2 separate regions of the Mus musculus genome follow, and region 2 is linked to region 1. A link is a contact called in public HiChIP or PLAC-seq data. All regions are on one chromosome and are shown on one strand. Each heading gives the region's core, a stretch centred on a gene start, on an enhancer-like site or on the middle of the called end of the contact. The rest is flanking DNA. Distances are from core to core; before and after follow the strand shown. Region 1 holds the start of 9130230L23Rik (RIKEN cDNA 9130230L23 gene). Region 2 holds the start of Uchl1 (ubiquitin carboxy-terminal hydrolase L1).

What was found. HiChIP or PLAC-seq counts read pairs in DNA pulled down with a chosen protein or histone mark.
Region 2: a contact with region 1 is called in an H3K4me3 HiChIP or PLAC-seq map of embryonic stem cells, with 7 read pairs. The contact joins the promoter of Uchl1 here to the promoter of 9130230L23Rik in region 1. A contact is called at or near these places in 6 of 39 promoter capture datasets (the C10 cell line, the SN4741 cell line, embryonic stem cells and 2 more) and 2 of 115 datasets of contacts at active chromatin or transcription factors (embryonic stem cells and pancreatic cancer cells).

What each region holds. Positions count from the first base shown.
Region 1 is chr5:66,002,939-66,005,644 of GRCm38.p6, reverse strand. It overlaps 9130230L23Rik (RIKEN cDNA 9130230L23 gene), which reads left to right and starts at 1,360. Exons shown (of 7, transcript NR_027961.1): 1 at 1,360-1,435.
Region 2 is chr5:66,674,758-66,677,463 of GRCm38.p6, reverse strand. It overlaps Uchl1 (ubiquitin carboxy-terminal hydrolase L1), which reads right to left and starts at 1,343. Exons shown (of 9, transcript NM_011670.2): 1 at 1,142-1,343; 2 at 1,017-1,028; 3 at 392-520. The coding sequence starts at 1,174. It overlaps Uchl1os (ubiquitin carboxy-terminal hydrolase L1, opposite strand), which reads left to right and starts at 967. Exons shown (of 5, transcript NR_102714.1): 1 at 967-1,402.

The DNA of each region.
Region 1 (2,706 bases), core at 111-2,610:
CTCACCTACAGCACCAAAGCTGGAACCGTGACCTCAGTCTTTCCGAGTTGGGAGGGGAGGGGTGGTTGGGAATTAACCAATGTCCCACAGGTATGGCCTTTGTTTGAGAACAGGATGCAAATAAGTTTCACTTCTATGCTTTGCATGGGCTGAACTCCTCGGGGCTGCGGGGCTGCGGAAGGAGGAACAGTCTCCGGACAAACCGAGGAACAGGGAAATGAGCCTTACTTTGTGTGACACCTTGCCTGGCTTCCCACTCCCATTCTCCTCAGTTTGCTTGGAAACTTGACGATTTGACATTTAAAGGTCAACTGGGTTACCTAAAGGGAGAACAGGTTTCCTGTGAAAGCCACTCAGGAATCAGCTTATCAGGTAGCCTCTGGGGCAGGGAGTGGTCTGCAGAAAAGAACATTTAATGGGACAAAGGGAAGGAGGACCTAGCAACAGTTTTGCGGTGAAGCCTTGGGTTGGTGGACGCTGGGAAGAGGAAAAGACAGACGCGGCAGGCGGTAGGAAGAGGGGCGGAGGAACGTGACCCCGTTCAATCCTATTCATCAGAGCTCTGTTGCTCTGATTTTACACAGTTTTGTGAGGAAGTTCACCTCCTCACTCTTCTGTGTCCTCCACAGCGAAATGCCAGGGATAAAGTGAATGAGGAAGTAAAGCCCAGTGCCTGGCACCTGATCCAACCTCAACATTTCCCAGCCCCCCTCGTAGAGGCCTGTGGGGCCCAGGTGTTGTTCCCATCCCCTCCCCTACTCCCACCCCCACCCCACACTTCGCTTCGCCCCGCCCCCGCCCCCAGTATATTGGTCACTCACTTAGGGAACACCAATTGTCAAGTGCCAATCCTGTTTTAGATAGTCTGGTATGCTCACAACTCTTGTGATGTAGGCTCATACAGGTAGCTAAGAGTATGTTGGAAACCTGGCTTCCTGCTTAGCTAGGGGAGACCTGGGCTAGTCACCCGGCTTCCACTTCTTGTCTATGAATCACCATACCTAGCCTGCAAGATTGTTGCGGGGAGAAGCATTGCTTAATTATTTAGTAGCTGAGTAAGTTGCAGGTATTAAACAGGTCTGTGCGACCTTGGGCAGACCACTCCACTCTCTCTGGGTCTTGGTTTCCTCCTTTGTGTATCTTGGGACGGAAGATCTCAGAGGCGGCCGGTTCTAGCCTTCTGTTATTCTATGACAAACAAGATTGTCTGCCTCACTCTGTCCCTGCCTAGCTACACAGAGATTAGACTGTTTGCTTTTGCAACGCTCAGATAGCAAAGACCTTTGACAGCTGAGAAGGCTCCTTCATTCCCTCCCCTTGAACCCAGTTCAAAGCTGTAGGACAAGGGGCACCAGGATTAGAAAAGAAGGCAGAGCACCAGGTGGCAAGATCTGGGTGTGGCGAAAACTGCCTAGAGGGATAGAAGCCATCTAAGGTGAGGACTTACAGGGAGGACGATGGTTGCTTGAGGCCCGGAGATTCTAGTCCCAAACTGGTAGGGCTTGGGGAGATTTCACACACGCCCACGGGGGCACGCGTGCACACACACACACACATACACACACACACGCACACACCAGTTTCAGAAGACAACTTTTTTTTCCTGAATACTGGCTGGATGAGGCAAAAGCTTTTTCTTAAAAAGGAAAGAGGCACTGTAAATGGTTTTTCTAAAGTAAGAGATGGGAGGTTATAGACAACGCTTAGGACTCCTGGCTTAGAGGTAATGAAGGGATAGACTGAAGGCTGATGGGAATAATTCTCCATGCTGTCCTGAGGTCCGTAACTCAGTAATGGCATGCAGGCTGAACACTCTGAGTGTAGTACACTAGACCTTGGCTGAAAGTGGGAAGATTCTCTCTCACCTGTCCCTGGGGAAGATTGGAAGCACTGGCGGCGATTCATCTACAGAATTCCTTGTTCTTTTCCTTCCCTCCCCTCCCCTCCCCTCCCCTCCCCTCCCTTCCCTTCCCTTTCCTTTCCTTTCCTTTCCTTTTCCTTTTTTTTTTTTTTTTTTTTTTTTTTTTTTTTTTTTTTTTTGAGGCAGGGTCTTAGTGTGCTGCTCAGGCTGTCCTGGAACTCACTATGTACACCAGGCTGACCCTGAATCCAATCAGAGCCACCTGCCTCTGCCTCACAAGTGCTGTATTAAAGACAAGCACCATCATACGTGGCTCCAGACCATCCTAGGTCAATGAGACTATACATAAGATTTGTTTGTGTTTGTTTGTTTGTTTGTTTGTTTGAATGGAAAATTTGGAACTGTGTGTAAGGGCTCGTTTTCCATGATGTGTGGTGGTTTTGTTTGTTTGTTTGGTCTTTTTGTTTTGTTTTATTTTTTGTTTTTCCTTTACTTATTTGAGCACACCCTTGTTTTCCCACTGTAATTTTTTTTTATTGTCAGTCAAGGCCAAGGTGCTGCTCTGCAGTTGAGAGAACTCGCTCATTAAGAAGGGTCTGAGCCAGCCGGGCGTGGTGGCGCACGCCTTTAATCCCAGCACTCGGGAGGCAGAGGCAGGCGGATTTCTGAGTTCGAGGCCAGCCTGGTCTACAAAGTGAGCTCCAGGACAGCCAGGGCTATACAGAGAAACCCTGTCTCGAAAAACCAAAAAACCCAAAAAAAAAAAAAAAAAGGGTCTGAGGCCCCAAGCTTTTAAATTCATGAGCTTTGGGTTCTCTTCCTAGCCAGAGTGTCTCTGCTAAATG
Region 2 (2,706 bases), core at 94-2,593, 670 kb before region 1:
CATCAGTTTACAGTCAGGTGAGAGAGCAACAGAACCAAACCAGGGACCTGACCCACTCACGGCCCTTAAAAGGAAAAAAAAAAAAAAACAAACCGGCCATCCGCAAGTGGGAGCAAGGCTCATAAGTAAACAAACAAACAAAATAAACAAGTTGGAGATCTTTCTTTGGATAACTGAAAAAAAGACTTAGACGCAATGGGCTCCTTCTCTTCCAAATTGAGGCAATAATGGACATCACAATAGAGCCCCGATGAAAATGCAAGCACCTCCCACCCTAAGAAGTGGGATCCTTATCAGGGACCCTACAGGAAAAGGGGACAGCGTGAGGTAGGAACTCATTCCACAACACTGCGTATCCACTGAGACCCGCCCATCACAGACCTCTCCCTACCTGGGCCGTGAGGGGAAACAGGAGCAGCAGGGCGCAGGCAGGGGATGGCACTGAGCCCAGAGTCTCCTCCTCCAGCCCTAGCACGTCGGCGAAGCGCCACTGGCCGGCGACCCCCAGCTTGGCCAACACCTGCAAGAAAAAGACAGGGCAGCCAGACCGAAAAAGCCAGACAAATAATGGGCACCTGCTAGGGGGCGGGGCCAGCACGAGCATCCCTCGTGCGGCCCTCCCACTCCCCAACCCCCCACCAAACACACACACACGGGTCCCCACCCGAGTCTGGGAGGAGCCTCCGCGCCGTCCCACCCTGCGTGCCGCGCAGTGACACAGCACAAAGCTCAGCCCACACGTGGCTCGCGCGAAGCCCTCGGACTAGAGTCCGCGGGCCGTCGCCACGCCCTCGAGAGCTGCTCCCCGCGCTCGTTGCTGTCCGGGTCCATCCTCCGCCACCTCCCCGTGATCGATCTCTCAGTCACTCCCAAACCCCTAGATAACTCAGGGCAGAGACGACACCCAGCTGGGCGCCCCAGCCCAGCCACCTCCATTGCACAGGGCGCGGCCGGCTGGGCGTCTCCAACGATGCTCTTGGAGGATAGGGACAGAGACTGCGCGCCGCGCCACTCACTTTGTTCAGCATCTGAAAGCCAAAAGCAAAGAGGAAAATGATAATAAAACTAAATGATTCAGCTACCGAGCTGTAGCTAAGGGTCAGCCTTATTTCTCCCGAAGCGACCCAGCAGCTATGCTTACCTCGGGGTTAATCTCCATCGGCTTCAGCTGCATCTTCGCGGATGGCACCTGCAGACACAAACCCGAGGAGCCGAAAAAACAGCCGGTGGAGCCGCCCAGGCTGCTGTTATAAAGCGCCGGCCTCGCTCACTGGGAAAGCCTGAGCAGGGGAGACGGGAGCAGAAACAAGCAGAGGAGGAAGGCCAAGAGGGCTCGAACTCCCCCATGCACCGCACAGAATGGTACAAGCCAAGCCCCCAAACCTTGCAGTCTCACTCGCCGGTGAGCTAATCTGGTGGTTGTGGAGATGGGTTTTGTTGGTGGGTGTTCCTTGAGCGCATGAAGCAGCCTATTTGAGGGAGCTTTCAATTTGGAGCGAAATTTCTGGAAACCCTCCTCTGTCGTCTCAATCACTCCAAAGCTCGAGGGTCTCTGAAACATTGAGAGAGAGAGAAAAAAAAGCACAAAATCAACAGGTATATGTAGTGTTTAATATGAATATAAATATTTGTCGGTCTTCCTCCCTCCCCCCCCCCGCCCATCTCGGAACAGTTTGTACTTAACCTTAGACAATCTGTCCTCCATGTTAAATTCAACCTGTGTCCAGGCTCGGTTTTTAATGGACTGCCTAGAATAAAACATCTGATACGGAGTGCATTAGTGAAGCTGATGTAATGTGACTCCAGGGGAAGAACCGGTGGGTCGCTGGGAAGCAGTACATGCGAGACACATAGAATACGGGCGCCGGAGGACTTTAGAAACAGACCAAAGAAAAGATAGATGATTTGAGACTAGAGGCTTAAAGGAAAAAGCATTTAAAAAAAAAATAGGGGAAACCTTTTTTCAAAGAACAGGGGTTTGGGATAATAAGATTTTGGTCCACAATACTTTGGGCGCAGAAGAAAGGGAATAGCAACGGAGGAGAGCCCGCGGTTCTCCAGGGATGGGGGCGGGGGTGTTCTTTCTAACAGGCACATTTCAAAGGATGGAAGGCAAACGCTTGTGCTGAAGGCGGAGTAGAAGGAGGGGCCAGATCTGTATCAATTGTCAGGGATGCTAAATCACAGAATGAGGTAGCTAAGGATGCAGGCAGGTTGGGTATTTTAAAAAATATGCTCAGAACAAATGGTGAAAAACAGACATGCTTTTTGCTAGCCCGAGGTAAGCAAGGCATAGGATGGAGGGAACCAACCTTGTTTTAACAGCACTGCCTCTCCAGCTGGATCCTTTACCAGGCCATCTTATTTCACCCTGAGAGGGTCCAATATTGTATTTGTGAAATTTTATACATCAGGATCCAGGGTTCAGAGATGTTCATTTGCTTGGTGCTACAGCTGGAAAATGAGGCAGGAAGACAAAACCTGGTAAATGAGGCTGGAAGGGTCCATTTTCTGTTTTAGACTCAGCAATGTGCTACTTCAATTTTCTTCCCAGTTTCACCATCAGGGAAAAAAAAATGACCTTCACTTACCAAGTGTGAGAGGCAAGAAGGCATTAGTAAGATTCTGAGTGAATTTTATACTATGTAAATTACATCTCAATGCAGTTAATAAAAAAAAAAAATACAAGACAGACGGACACATAAC